4 separate regions of the Mus musculus genome follow, and regions 1, 2 and 4 are each linked to region 3. Evidence: chromatin contacts called from public Hi-C and HiChIP or PLAC-seq data. All regions are on one chromosome and are shown on one strand. Each heading gives the region's core, a stretch centred on a gene start, on an enhancer-like site or on the middle of the called end of the contact. The rest is flanking DNA. Distances are from core to core; before and after follow the strand shown.

Region 1 (3,337 bases), core at 792-3,291, 340 kb after region 3:
CCGAAGGACATCGCTGATGGTGATTTCAGGAATGAACTTTTGAAGATGCTTCACTGTTTCACTGAGAAAACAGGCTTTATACATTTCATTAACTCCATAAGAGAAATGCTGGAACACCAGGTTAATGAAGCCGCTAAGAATGAAGGAAAGAAAAAAAACACCCTTGAGATAGAGGAATCTTTTATTACTATAAAATATCTATACGTTTTAGAAAAAGTTACATAGTAAAGAAACTTTTGGCTAATATAAGGAGAGGAATTCACTCATATTCAAAATTTATAAGGAACTCGACTTCAGAATGGTAGTCTTGCTAGTGTTCAGGCTTTCTAATGCTTTCAATACACTAAAGAGGCGTCTTTAAAACAGTGCGACACTTACCCTAGTTTAGTCTGGCAGAGGCACAATATTCTAGTAGTAGTTCTTAAGTGAGATTCTGTACACATGCTAAGAAGGTCAACCTAATCCTCTGTTAAGAGCCTGCAGAGGGTAAAGCCCATACATAATTTAAAATGCTTTCCACTGGTTGTATATAAACTCTTCTGAAGAGAAAGACTGCTAAACAGACCAGCGGGCTGGGAGAAAGCGCATTTGGTAACTATGTGTTTGCCAAGCATACTCAAGAAGGTGAAGGAGAAATAGCCCCCTGGGGCTTGCTGGCCAGCTGGTCTAGATGAATCAATGAGCTCCTAGTTGAGTGTGTCTCCAAAACAAAATAAGGAGGATAATGACTGAGGAAGACACCTGGTTGGCAACTCCCCTAGGCCTCACCTGGTTGGCAACTCCCCTAGGCCTTGCCCAACCTGCCAGGTACAAGCCAAACCCCACTCTTCCTGTCTCTGTCTCCCCCCACCCCCTTTTAACCAGGCCCTTTCCCTTCCTCCAATAACCTTCCCTTTGTACTGAACTATGGTATGGCAGTGACTCCTCAGGGCAGCACCCTGGCCAGGCCCACTGAGATGCTCCCTCCCACTGCATTATACCGCCATTTATAAAGCACAACACACTTGACATCAAACTATGGCCTACACATACACATGCATGTGGCACACCCACACACATGTGCATGCACACAGGAAAACCCAAATATAAGGCTATTTCTTAGAACAGTGTCATAAGTCTATATGGTATCAACCTTAGATACACACACACACACACACACACACACACACACACACACAAGTGTATGTGCCATTTCATTAGTAAATTTTATCTAACAGCTTACAAAACAATGGTGACTAGCTTGAAATGGTCTTTTCAAAGTTGTTTCTGGTCTTTTAGTAACATTTAAGATATGAACTACCAGATTTTATTTTATTTTATTTTTGTTTTTTGATACAGGGTTTCTCTGTGTAACCCTGACTGTCCTGGAACTCACTTTGTAGACCAGGCTGGCCTTGAACTCAGAAATCTGTCTGCCTCTGCCTCCCAAGTGCTGGGATTAAAGGTGTGTGCCTCCACTGCCTAGGACAAGAAACTACTTTTATTTATGAATGACTTTGGCCTTACTTTCCTTTTAGCTAAGACGTTATTACCCTGGTTCATCAAAATCTTTTGTGAGGCAGTAAAGCATTACACTTGGAAAAACCCTCTTGCTGGTATGTACAAGGTTCTGCCTTCAATCCTTAGCATCAAAACCAAATAATCAAGTTTATGCTTATTACAGAAAGATCTTAATTGGGAATAATAAACAATAACAGTCACATAAATGAAGGTTTAGTCTATCAGAATATCAAAAACTTCTGGAGTTAAAAAAAAAACCAAGTACATAAAATCTTCTTAAAGGTGACAGACATTATTACCTTTTGAGAATTACTTCCATAACATCTCTGGCATCGAAGTCAAAGGGTCTGTAACCTTCCCGTTTAAAGGCAAGCACTGCATTAGGCCCTAGCCAAATAGTGCCATCCAACCTGGGCGTAAAGTGAACTCCAAGGAAAGGAAACCGGCTGTCTGGGACCTGCAGACTCAACACAACGATGAACGGTTAGCACAGTTCACGTTCCCGTGTACTGCGCACACAAGCATCTAACTGGTGACGTAAGAGAGCTCCTCCCACACATTTGAACGCGTCACGAGCTGTATTCAGGGAGGATTCTCTATTAACACACATCCTGTTTTTAAATGCTAGTGACATTAATATATATTGTTCCACTTATCCATCTTTCTGGGAAAGGGAGAAAAGATGAACTGTCATAATCTTGGCTCTTTCTCCTATAAGAGAGGTCTGTGACTGGCAGGCAATTCATGGCTGCCGGGAAGAAATGTACACATCTCCAGCCTAGGCCTCGGGGAAGTGAGCAGCAGCAGACAAGTCAGTCACCAGTGGAGCCTCCCATTCTCCCAGGGACTGGCTCATCAGCAGGGTAACCGCAGGCAGGAGAGCGCGCGCTCCATATACACACCCCCAACTTTTACCTCCTGGAACTGGAGCAGCCATAGCCCCCTGTTCCCAGTGCACTGAAGGCATCAGTATTCCTGCTGCTCTCCCACAGGGGAGGGAGGAGCTGGTTCTTGTACTCCAGGGTGTACTCGTGCTTTCAGAGACATGTGACCCACAGAGCAGAAGGCGGCTTTGGGAACAGACCCACAGCAGGCAGATGATATTATGACGCACACAGCCCTGAAACCCTTTCTAAAGCAGGTAAACATTTTTTATTTTCATTTCCTTTGTGGCTCCGACTAACTTGATAGTGAGAAGACAGAAGGATCATTACTTACCGGATAAATATTTCCTTTTACAAGGTAGCCCTTTTCTGGCTTTAAGACCAGGTAATCTCCCCGGAATGGGACAATTTGAGGGTCAGGATTGCAGCCACTCAACTCTGAAATACGGTCAGAGTAAAGACCAGCACATGTGACAACATATCGACACCGAATCTCCTTTCCCTGGAACAAAATAAAGACGCATGGTTAGTTTCTAAACATGAGAAAGAAAATGTGGCAGCCCTTGTCTGTGGGTGAAACCTTAAAACCCAAAACACGGGGGCTGGTGAGATGGCTAAGTGGGTAAGAGTACCTGACTGCTCTTCCGAAGGTCTGAAGTTCAAATCCCAGCAACCACATGGTGGCTCACAACCACCCATAATGAGATCTGATGCCCTCTTCTGGTGCGTCTGAAGACAGCTACAGTGTACTTACATGTAATAAATAAATAAATAAAGTGTGTGTGTGCACCACCAAAAAAAAAAAAAAAAAAAAGAAAAACCCAAAACACTACAACTGAATGAGGAATTAACAGAGGTTGCAATATAGAAGATGGGTAAAGGAAGTTTGGGTTTAATCAACAAACTATATGCACGTATGGAAACAACACACTGAATCCCATTATATAGTCCAT
Region 2 (2,996 bases), core at 263-2,762, 260 kb after region 3:
TATCCTGGAAGCCGGGTCTGGCCATGATTGGGTTTACAGCTGATCATTAAGCCATCAAAGAGAAAGATATGCCTTTCGTGTTTAGCACCAATTCTGGTCAGTGGCCCCTCCATTATGAACTCATTACAACACTGTCCGATATCTTTGCCTTCCCACCCATCTATGTTTTTCTGAATTTCATTCATTTTTTTGATAGCCAGGTGTTTGCTTCTTAATTGACGATTGTAAAAAAGGCAAACTGGATCCCTAAAAGAAAAAGAAAATGTTAAAAAGCAAGGTAACTTTTGGCTTATTCAGTGATAATGATTATGTAATCCCAAATCAAATAACCAAAGTATTAAGCTGAGTTGAGGGGTATACTTCAATGACTGAGTCCATACTTAGCATGTAAAAAGCCCTGGGTTTGAATACTCAGCATTCAAAAGCTTAAATAATGAAATATTAAACTATATTTCTAACAATTATTTTCTTCTAGCCCTGCCCCTCAATAGCAGCTAACTCGATTTTACTACTACCAAAGTAAATATTACAGCTGAATATTTTATTCCTTGAGCCATAAGAACTAAAATTATTAAAAAATTCCACACTGCAGAAAATTACATAAAATTTCAGTAAATATATATTTAAATTTGTAAGCTATATCCTATCAATGTAACAATGGTAGTTTGGTGATTTCCTGACTAACACAGGTCACAAAAGCATAAGCATAATTTTCAAGACCGTGGTGTCATTGTAAATCCCACCTGGAACAGAGGCTATCACACACGGTGAAGAAGCACGGTCCAGACTTACCCAGGCCGGCGTCTGGGGGAGTGCTGCTTGTAAATGCGGTCCATGCTGCCTTGGAGGTTCATGAGGGCAGTTATAGCCTGATTCAAGCACTCTTTGTCCTCCTGCTCTTCACTGCATGCCTTCAACTGCTAAGGGGGGGAGGGGAGAAAAAAAATTACATTCTTTGGTTCTACTCTCAACTTCTTTGTAGTTAAAGTGGAAACAGATATTTAAAACCTCAATGTATTTAATGCTGCAGTTGATGGTGCAATGTCTCCCATAGGCTTATGTGTCTGCACACTTTGTTCCCGCTGGTAGCACTGTGTGATGAAGGCTGTGGAACCATTAGGAGGTGGGCTTCCCTCCCACTGGGGCATCTGAAGGTTTTGTAGTGTAAGACCCCCTTTCAGGGACCCCCACTCTAATCTCGGGAGAGAGCACCCAAAGAAACATGAGAATCTATCTTGCTGTAATCACATGAGGCAGTTTAATGACGGAGCTCCGGACCGACATGTATCCCACACAGGAGATAACGGATGTTGGCCACGAGGCTCGAAAACTAGGGGTTTTTATGAAAGAATAAGGGTTAGGGGTGCGAGGAATTTCAACAAAGGTATGGGATTCGCTCATTCAAACAACAGAAAGATTACACGTCAGAGAAAGGGCATCAGGACTTTGTTCCTGTGGGCTGGGTGCTTATCTTTGTTCACATAGCAACCAGTTGATGTATGACTTTACCCTGTGTCAAGGGGCCAAAGACAGAGGGGAGGTTCCAGCCAGATGGGATTGACTCAGACAAGATAGCCCTGCTTGTGTCCTTGCATTTTTCTTTATCTTATGGTCAAGATGTTCCCAGGAATGTTTTAACTACGGGGCATACCCGGGTTTGTTTTTCTTTATTCTCAGCCCCAGGCAGCCTCTAGCTCACAAACAACCAGCAATTTCTGAGTAGTTGATATGACTTACAGGTCTTGAAATTTCATCTTTCTTTCAGTAGCCTGGCCTTCCTTGCAGTCCTTCGCTTCCTGACTGAGGATGCTGCCATGCTTCCCCCAGTGATGGACTACATCCCTTCTTCAACCATACTCCTTCCTCACTAACTTTGTTTCTTGTCAGATATTTGGACACAGCAAAAAGACTAATATAGTTAATAAAGACAACTGTAACTTTGTATAATTACATATACCATCTGACTTCTTAAAACCAACCCTCTGTTAACAAACCCAATGAAGATATAAAGTACTGTCAGCATAAAAGTCAATGAAAAAGATAACTGTGAAATGATTTAGGAACTTTTTATTATACAAAATAATTTAAAGTATTTAAAGCATGACTTTTAAGAGTTACTTTAGGGCCAGCGGGATGGCTAATTGGCTAACTCGCTTGCTAGGCAAACCTAATGACTTGAGTTCCGTGTGCAGAACCCACAGAAAGGCAGAAGGAGTACCAACTCCACAGCCTGTCCTCTGCCCTCCACCTGTGTCCCCAGCGCCCACCCACACCCACCTCAATACTACACACACAATTACAAAGCAACACTTTTCTCGTGGTTGTTCAAGATGGGGTTTCTCTGTGTAACAGAGCCCTGGCTGTCCTAGACTAGCTTTGTAGACCAGGCTGGCCTCAAACTCACAGAGAACTGTTTGTGCCTCCCGAGTGCTGGGATCGAAGGTATGTACACCAGGTCTGGCTTTCAAAGTTTGTTGGTTTTTTTTTTTTTTAAAGTTACTTTTATTCACTAATATGAAGACATACAATAAGATAAACTCCTAAAATTACTACATACTCTCTGTTAAATACTTAAGTTCTGGCAATTTAAAAAGTTGACATATATTTGTTTTACAACAGAATAAAATAAGCAAATTTAACATTTCAATGTGTCAAAAGCTGTGTGTAACCAAACACTATAAAGGGTTTTATTGGTATACTTTTAATTTTTACATTATTATATGTTTATGGGTGCTTAGTCTACATACATATCTACATGCCAATTTGTACCTGGTGCCCACAGAGGCAAGAAGGGGGCATTCTTTCCCCTGGAGCTGAAGTCCCAGATGGTTGTAGGTACTGTAGGTACTGGCAATCGAACCAGACCCTCTGCAGGAGGACATTGTTATAACATTAAATTCAACCCCTGCAGTATCCAGAAGCCATGAAGGTTAATCTTAAAAATTTTGTAATAATCCTTATAATCCTTAGAAATAAGCATTTTTATCTAATTTTGT
Region 3 (3,341 bases), core at 158-2,657:
ATGAAGCAAGTTCCAGGTCAGCAGATTAAGGCACATGGATCAAGTCTGGGGATTTAAGTTGGATCTTACCCCTGACCCCTCATCTCACAGCAAAACTGACTCCCCCCCAGGTTGTCTTCTGACATTCACTTGAGAGCCCCAAGTTGTACCTGTTTGTTGTTTCCACCTACACAGACACACACACACACACACATACATACATACATGATAAATAGATAGATAAATGGAGTTTTAAAAATTAGCTCCAAACTTAAAATTTACCTTCATGGCAAAACTCGACGGCATCATGTTCTTAGGCCACTCAAATTCTGTTGTATGAATACGTATACCAGACTCAAGTAACAGTGTAGCTTTAAAATCAGGTCTGTTCAAGAGAAAGCCAAATTTTTCTTTAGGGAATTTGCCAAAACTTATTCTCTGAATTTAAAAAAACAAAACCTAAAATGCAGGATATATATATATATATATATATCATAATTTACCAAAAACAATCTTATAAAATATTCTTACTTTTGAAGCCGAATAAGATATGTCTTGTTATCCACATCATAAACGTTGTTTACTCTCATTCCTAGCAAGCTGAAAAAAAAAGAAACATATAACAAATCATTGTTCTTGGTTGAAGCAAAACTTTCCATCATTTATTGGTGTTGTGGAAAAGGAACTCTTCCGCTAAGATACCTCCACCGCCTATAAAGGTATCCTCAAATTAAATGTAGACTTTTAAGCACAAAAGTGGCCTGTTGATCTCAGTAACACCAGACTACTAGTGCTGGGGTGGGGTGGGGGGTGTAAATACAGTAAAATTAAGTCTAAATGACTTATTCGGAGCGGAGGAAGTAGCCGAGTCCCCGAAAATGCGACAAAGCTCACACAGCTGAATAGGCGACAAGTCCAGGACACAGGTCCAAATCTGCCCATTTCAGCTGGAAGGCCCTGCTACTTCTCTTTGGGAAGAAGGACGGGAATTCTGAAGAAGCCAGGCCGCCAGTCTGGAGCAAAGACGATCACTCCCGTTCTACCAAACGCTCGCTGCGGGACTCAGGCCACCCCGGCAAGACCTCTCGGAATCAGCGCCAGGGAGATGCAGCATCAGGCACGGTCCCCGGGGGGGGGGGGGGGGGGGGTGTCTCCCGGGGGCACCGGCCCCGGGCTCGGCCCCCAGGCCTAGAGAATCCCCGAGGCACCGGGACGACCGTGAGGCTCTCCGTCTCGCGACCACCCGGTGCCCGGCCTCCGCTCCCTCTGCTGTGAACGAGCCTGTCCACTCCCACCACCATACCTCGCATTCAGTTCCGCGAGCACTGCGCGGAGGTCAACCGTGCTGAACCGGCTCTTCATGGCTAGGCTGCGTGTCGCTACCGCAGTCCTTTCAGGGACTGAGCCGACGCAGGACCACTATGCTTCTGCGCATGAGCGCTTGGCTTGTGTCTACGGCAACCCAAATGACCCAATATTACTTATAGTGAAAGTGCGCTATTTAACCGAAGTTTGTTGTCAAATCATGATCAATTATTTTTTTCACTGTGTAAAAAAAACTCGACATAGAACTAACTACCTTCTCGAAACTGCGTCCTTTCCTTGAACAATGACCGGGTTAATCCCGTCCCCTTGTTTGGGGATTAAAATGGGTCTCCATTAGGATCCTGTAGGTCATTAACCATTAATCAGTTGCCCCAGGAAGGCGCTATCGCTCAGGATGGAAGAGCAAGGGGTCTTTCTAAACGCGAATTTGAGACTAGACAAAAACCAACGGTTGGTTTTCCCTGACTCTGACAAGCCGTAGAGATGGGTTCCTATTTTGCTGGGTACTACTCTCCGAAATAGGATTCTGCGGCATACTGTAGAATTCTCATTCAAGTTGAATGGGGTGGGGTTCTATATAGCCCGAGTTTCATAAATTCTTGGCACCTCAAATACTCAAAAATTCACTAAGTAAAGATGTCAGATAAAAATAAAGTAAGAGTTCCCATGGGAGAAGGAGAAAAAGTTCTCCTCCCACACCCCAGCGTTCTCTAAACTGCTTCAAGTTCTGCATGCTACCAATTCATACATAAATTATTCAGGGTTCAAATATACGATAGTTAATTCGTCTAAATTTTTCTTTTTAAAAGTTCTAATGTTAGTAATAAACAAATCTAAAACTAAGAACAAAAATCTACTAGTTTTGGACAGTGGAAGGTGTGTGTGTGTGGGGGGGTGGTTGTCATGGTCATTTTTGATACAGGGTCTTTCTATGTAGCCCAGGACACCTTAGAACTCTGAATTTTCTTGTCTCTGCCTTTTTGAGTGCTGAAATTACCAACACATTTAGAAACTGGAGGAATTTTAAAATCAGTGAAACATGTATTTAAAAGTTTAAAGTCATTAGCATTCACATCGCTATAAGTTCTTAGAATGGGTGACCAAAAAAGCAAAAGAAAGCAGGGAAAGTGTCAAATTTGTATATCTAAAAACATAAGGATTTTTGTAATTACTCTGCTTTTGAGACAGGGCATGCTATATAGTCAAGGTTAGTCTAAACTCACCCTATAAGCCAGGCTGTCCTCAGTCTCCCTCTGATTCCAGCCTCATTGGTATTGGAATTGCAGGTACATACTATCATGCCCAGATAGATCATAAACCTTTAATGTTGGCAAATGTGTTAATCTAGTTTCTATTGTTGTAACAAAATACCAACAGTTAAACAATGTACAAAGTTCACAGTTTTAGCAGCTGGAACTCTGAAACTGAGTAGCCACATCTATTTCAATCTAACAAGGGCAGCCCCCCTGCTACATTCCAGCATCTTGAGGGAAGCACATGGAAAGAGAGGGGGCAGTTCCGAGGTGAGACGGAAGCAGCAGGGGTGCACGCGCCAGGCTTCTTCTTATGATAGCTTCTTCATGAGTGAAACTGGTTTCTCTCAAGAACAATAGCATTTCTGATTTTTAAAGGCTTTCACCGCTACACCTGGCACCAAGCTTCCAGCACTCGAAAGGGATCTAAAACACAGCATTTTGTAGTAAGCATCAGTTTTTTATTCTATCCTAAATACAAGTAGAAGGCTAAATGTACAGCCAAAACATATACAGAGTCTTGGACATGGGGAAATTGATAGAAAATTGTAGGATATTTAAAATCAAAGTACAACCATGTTTCAGAAGAGAGCAACAGATCTGAATCTTTTTCAGCTCTTATCAGTCTTCCTCTGAGTCAAGTGTGGAGCTCTGGGGCTCATGGAGCTTCAGTGCTTCTGTAAATGGTTTCTATTACTGTTACACCAGCCATACGTGTAGAGATATAAACAATACAACGCAGTGTCTGTGCATAGCATCCAGGGATGGACCTGACTAGGGCAG
Region 4 (3,391 bases), core at 311-2,810, 280 kb after region 3:
GGATGTTCTAACTAGGCAGGGCATGTGTCAGAGCATCACTTACTCAGAGGAAGGAATGATGTTCTGACGTGCACGAACATCAGGAGAGGGTGCTATTATTGTTCATTGGCAAGTTTTTGTTTTTATTTGGGATGATGAATTATTTTTGGAAATAAACAGTGGTTATGACCATATAATATTAAGAATTTAGGTATTCACAGAAGTGGATGCCCACAGTCAGCTAATGGATGGATCACAGGGCTCCCAATGGAGGAGCTAGAGAAAGTACCCAAGGAGCTAAAGGGATCTGCAACCCTATAGGTGGATCAACATTATGAACTAACCAGTACCCCGGAGCTCTTGACTCTAGCTGCATATGTATCAAAAGATGGCCTAGTCGGCCATCACTGGAAAGAGAGGCCCATTGGACACACAAATTTTATATGCCCCAGAACAGGGGAACGCCAGGGCCAAAAAGGGGGAGTGGGCGGGTAGGGGAGTGGGGGTGGGTGGGTATGGGGGACTTTTGGTATAGCATTGGAAATGTAAATGAGCTAAATACCTAATAAAAAATGGAAAGAAAAAAAAAAGAATTTAGGTATTACTGAACTACACATTTACAAGTCATTAAAATGGGGTTGGTGGGATGATTCAGCAGACAAAGGGGTTTGCCACCAAGCCTAATGATTTAACTGGCTCCTGGGACCTGTAGGGTAGGAAGGAGAACCAACTCTTGCAAATTGTTCTCTGGTGTCCACATGCACATACATACACATGCATGCATGCACAAACACACATGCACACAAATAAATAAATCTAATAAAATGTGGTCAACATTCAAATGTCATTTTCTTATATATTCAAAATTCAAAATAAAAATAATACAACATTTTTAGAAGCGAAGTACCTTTTAGGGCATAGCAAATTAATGAGACCATAAGTTGCTATCAAATATAAAATAGGTTATTATGAACAAAGGGTGAACCAGGCACTGGGACTCAGGCCTGTAATACCATGCTCAGGAGGCCAACACAGGAAGACTAAATGTTCAAGGTCAGAATGGGATACACAGCAGGACTCTGTGTTTCAAAAATCAGAAATAAAAGCAAGCTAATACTCAGTAACAAAATGGACATAATAAAAATAATCTCTATTTTCAGAAGATATAGGCAGAAATTATGGAAGTCCGTGGTTTTTGTGTAAGAGATCTAAAAGCAACACTTTTAAAGAGCCAATCTCCACAGGTAGGAAAGGACCAGTGAGTATGGGAAGATGTCCAAAGAGGACATATAAGAGGAAATATAAGAACAATATATATTCTGGTACATAATGATACATAAATAATATATATTTACTAACATGGAAAATATAATAAAATGAAAAACATAAAGCAAGAGAACATTATTCTTGTAAATATGCACATAGCTCTATAAAAATGCACAGGGAATATTTACTAAGGATAAATGTAGGCGCCTGGAGAGAAGCTTAGTGGTTAGGAGGATTCGCTGCTATTGTAGAAGACTGGGCTTCAAGTCTCATTACCCAAATTGCAGCTCACAACTATCTGTACAGCCAGTCTCAGGAGATCCACACCCTCTTCTGACCTCCATGGGTACTGCATGTATGTGGTGCACAGCCATACATGCAGGCAAAACACCCATACATATAAAATAAACAATATTAATAAAAGGACAAATTTTATGTTATAGTGGTCATCTTTATATTTAATTTTGAACAATTTTAAAATATATATCACTTTTATAATTTAAAAGAACAAAATGAGAGTTTACTTCGAAAGAAACCTTTTAATTTTTAAAAATGAAGTCTAAATTTCCCAGTAGCTAGAGAATAATATGAACAAATTATTTCCTTTACCTTAAATGTACTTAGTATTAAATAATTCCTACATATTATTACTTTAGTATGTGAGCTTTTACACTAAATGCTAGCATAAGGACACTACAAAGAAACTCTCAGTAGCTGGGCATCAGAACACTCTTGCATCTTAGCTACCCAAGAGGCTAGAGCATCAGTAGTGAGTTCAAAGCTGCAAACACAAGGTACTGCTAAAGCTACAGGCAGCATAACTGAATCTGGAGTATTTTTTAATAGTAGTCAACAGTGCCTTTAAATTTCACAAAAAAAAAAAAGTTATGAAATTTCTTGATACAATTTTTAGGACTTTAGTGACAGTTTAAAGTGGTTCTATATACTTACCTCTGCTAAATCTTCAAAACAGCTACCAGCTAATGGATGAGGACTACTTTCATCTGTCATTTCTACTGTGTCTTCAATTAAACCTAAAAGTTTCACAGTCAATTCATGTATATCTGAAATGTTACTGAAAATCTTTTCAATTTCCTAAAAAAGAAAAAACAGTTAAGGCATATAAGAATCATGTTGACACATTCCTACATGATATGGGAGCAGGCTGAGGCACCTGAGCCAATAACTGTTTACTGCAGAAGACGACCTGAGTTCAGAGCCCAGCATTCAGTGAAAACCAAATGGGCTGGTGTGCATCTGTGACCCCAGGATAGAGCAACAGAGTCAGGTGATCCCTGCTGCTCATGAGCCAGCCAGCCTAGCAGAATAAATGAGCTCCAGGTTCACAAACAGACCTGTCTCAAAAGGAAGGCGTTAGTCAGACAGCTTAGCAGGCAATGGCCATTGAGCACAGCCATCCGAGTCCCATCCCTGGACACAGACAGTGAAGGAGGTCCTACAGGCTGACCTCTGACCTCCGTGTGTGTGTGTGTGTGTGTGTGTGTGTGTATGTTCAGTAAAAGTCAATCATGAATAAAAAGGCAATTTTTAAGAATCTCTTAGATCAGAGATAGTAAATAAACTAGAAAATATAAATTCTAGATAGCTAGAATTCACAATACTCAAATCTTATACTATAAACATCATAAACATTTCTCTCTATAAAATAATCCTAGCATTTGTGTGTTTTGAATTGGCTAAGATGTTGACAGAATGAAGGTTTTAAAGCATAAGCTAATGACAATAGCTGATCAGAATGGAAATAACTCCTAGATATAATTTGGTTGTTCAATTTATTGCTCACATTCTAGATTTTGAAAGGAACTAAAGATGTCATAAAATTGCAATGCTTGAATTATTATGTTTAGGTTAAGTCATTAGCACTGTATACACAAACAGATCATATTACTTACTATCCGTTAACTCAGTCCTAGTATCTTGTAACGGGAATATAATAGGCTATGACACATGACCAACCTACATGTTGTCTCTTGGCTCTAATTATGAAACATGAGTATGTTTGGCCTTTGTCCTGGGGTTCTTTTGATGGAGTTCCTAAAACCCTGGGGATTCCCCTCCTGAGTTTATGCTAACAAAGTTACTAAGGGTGAGGATTAAAGGGATGGCCTGATCTCTCTGCTCACTG

The links. A called contact is a pair of places that touch in the nucleus more often than the background predicts. HiChIP or PLAC-seq counts read pairs in DNA pulled down with a chosen protein or histone mark.
Region 1: a Hi-C map of embryonic stem cells shows a contact between it and region 3, with 2.9 times the contacts expected there. The contact joins the enhancer-like site here to the promoter of Nemf in region 3. A contact is called at or near these places in 14 of 39 promoter capture datasets (the C10 cell line, the HPC-7 cell line, cranial neural crest and 8 more), 2 of 15 datasets of contacts at CTCF or cohesin (large pre-B cells and pro-B cells), 84 of 484 Hi-C or Micro-C datasets (the AML12 cell line, B cells, the BV-2 cell line and 54 more), 34 of 115 datasets of contacts at active chromatin or transcription factors (the 230-238 cell line, the HPC-7 cell line, the NIH/3T3 cell line and 23 more) and 4 of 9 other capture datasets (adipose tissue, embryonic stem cells, liver and 1 more).
Region 2: an H3K27ac HiChIP or PLAC-seq map of extraembryonic endoderm stem cells shows a contact between it and region 3. The contact joins the enhancer-like site here to the promoter of Nemf in region 3. A contact is called at or near these places in 17 of 39 promoter capture datasets (the 3T3-L1 cell line, 3T3-L1-derived adipocytes, the C10 cell line and 12 more), 1 of 15 datasets of contacts at CTCF or cohesin (the NIH/3T3 cell line), 1 of 484 Hi-C or Micro-C datasets (bone marrow-derived macrophages), 20 of 115 datasets of contacts at active chromatin or transcription factors (the 230-238 cell line, the HPC-7 cell line, the SCID.adh cell line and 14 more) and 2 of 9 other capture datasets (adipose tissue and liver).
Region 4: a Hi-C map of centroblasts shows a contact between it and region 3, with 2.2 times the contacts expected there. The contact joins the enhancer-like site here to the promoter of Nemf in region 3. A contact is called at or near these places in 19 of 39 promoter capture datasets (the 3T3-L1 cell line, 3T3-L1-derived adipocytes, the C10 cell line and 13 more), 4 of 15 datasets of contacts at CTCF or cohesin (CD8 T cells, the NIH/3T3 cell line, large pre-B cells and 1 more), 20 of 484 Hi-C or Micro-C datasets (B cells, CD4 T cells, CD8 T cells and 14 more), 26 of 115 datasets of contacts at active chromatin or transcription factors (the 230-238 cell line, CD8 T cells, DN3 thymocytes and 20 more) and 4 of 9 other capture datasets (adipose tissue, embryonic stem cells, liver and 1 more).

The regions. Positions count from the first base shown.
Region 1 is chr12:69,699,485-69,702,821 of GRCm38.p6, forward strand. It overlaps L2hgdh (L-2-hydroxyglutarate dehydrogenase), which reads right to left. Exons shown (of 10, transcript NM_145443.2): 7 at 2,719-2,886; 8 at 1,800-1,957; 9 at 2-133. Among named protein-coding and RNA genes, the nearest start is that of Sos2, 19 kb to the left of the region's middle. Within about 2 kb of position 2,042, at least 7 of the 459 cell types and tissues checked have an H3K27ac peak or open chromatin away from gene starts, as enhancers often do. A contact at or near this core is called in embryonic stem cells, where this site is marked.
Region 2 is chr12:69,617,264-69,620,259 of GRCm38.p6, forward strand. It overlaps Sos2 (SOS Ras/Rho guanine nucleotide exchange factor 2), which reads right to left. Exons shown (of 23, transcript NM_001135559.1): 9 at 793-917; 10 at 1-246. Among named protein-coding and RNA genes, the nearest start is that of Gm31679, 6.5 kb to the right of the region's middle. Within about 2 kb of position 1,513, at least 11 of the 459 cell types and tissues checked have an H3K27ac peak or open chromatin away from gene starts, as enhancers often do. A contact at or near this core is called in extraembryonic endoderm stem cells, where this site is marked.
Region 3 is chr12:69,355,769-69,359,109 of GRCm38.p6, forward strand. It overlaps Nemf (nuclear export mediator factor), which reads right to left and starts at 1,408. Exons shown (of 33, transcript NM_025441.3): 1 at 1,283-1,408; 2 at 511-579; 3 at 262-364. The coding sequence starts at 1,341.
Region 4 is chr12:69,633,386-69,636,776 of GRCm38.p6, forward strand. Sos2 (SOS Ras/Rho guanine nucleotide exchange factor 2) reads right to left here. Exons shown (of 23, transcript NM_001135559.1): 6 at 2,197-2,340. Among named protein-coding and RNA genes, the nearest start is that of Gm31679, 9.8 kb to the left of the region's middle. Within about 2 kb of position 1,561, at least 12 of the 459 cell types and tissues checked have an H3K27ac peak or open chromatin away from gene starts, as enhancers often do. A contact at or near this core is called in centroblasts and centrocytes, where this site is marked.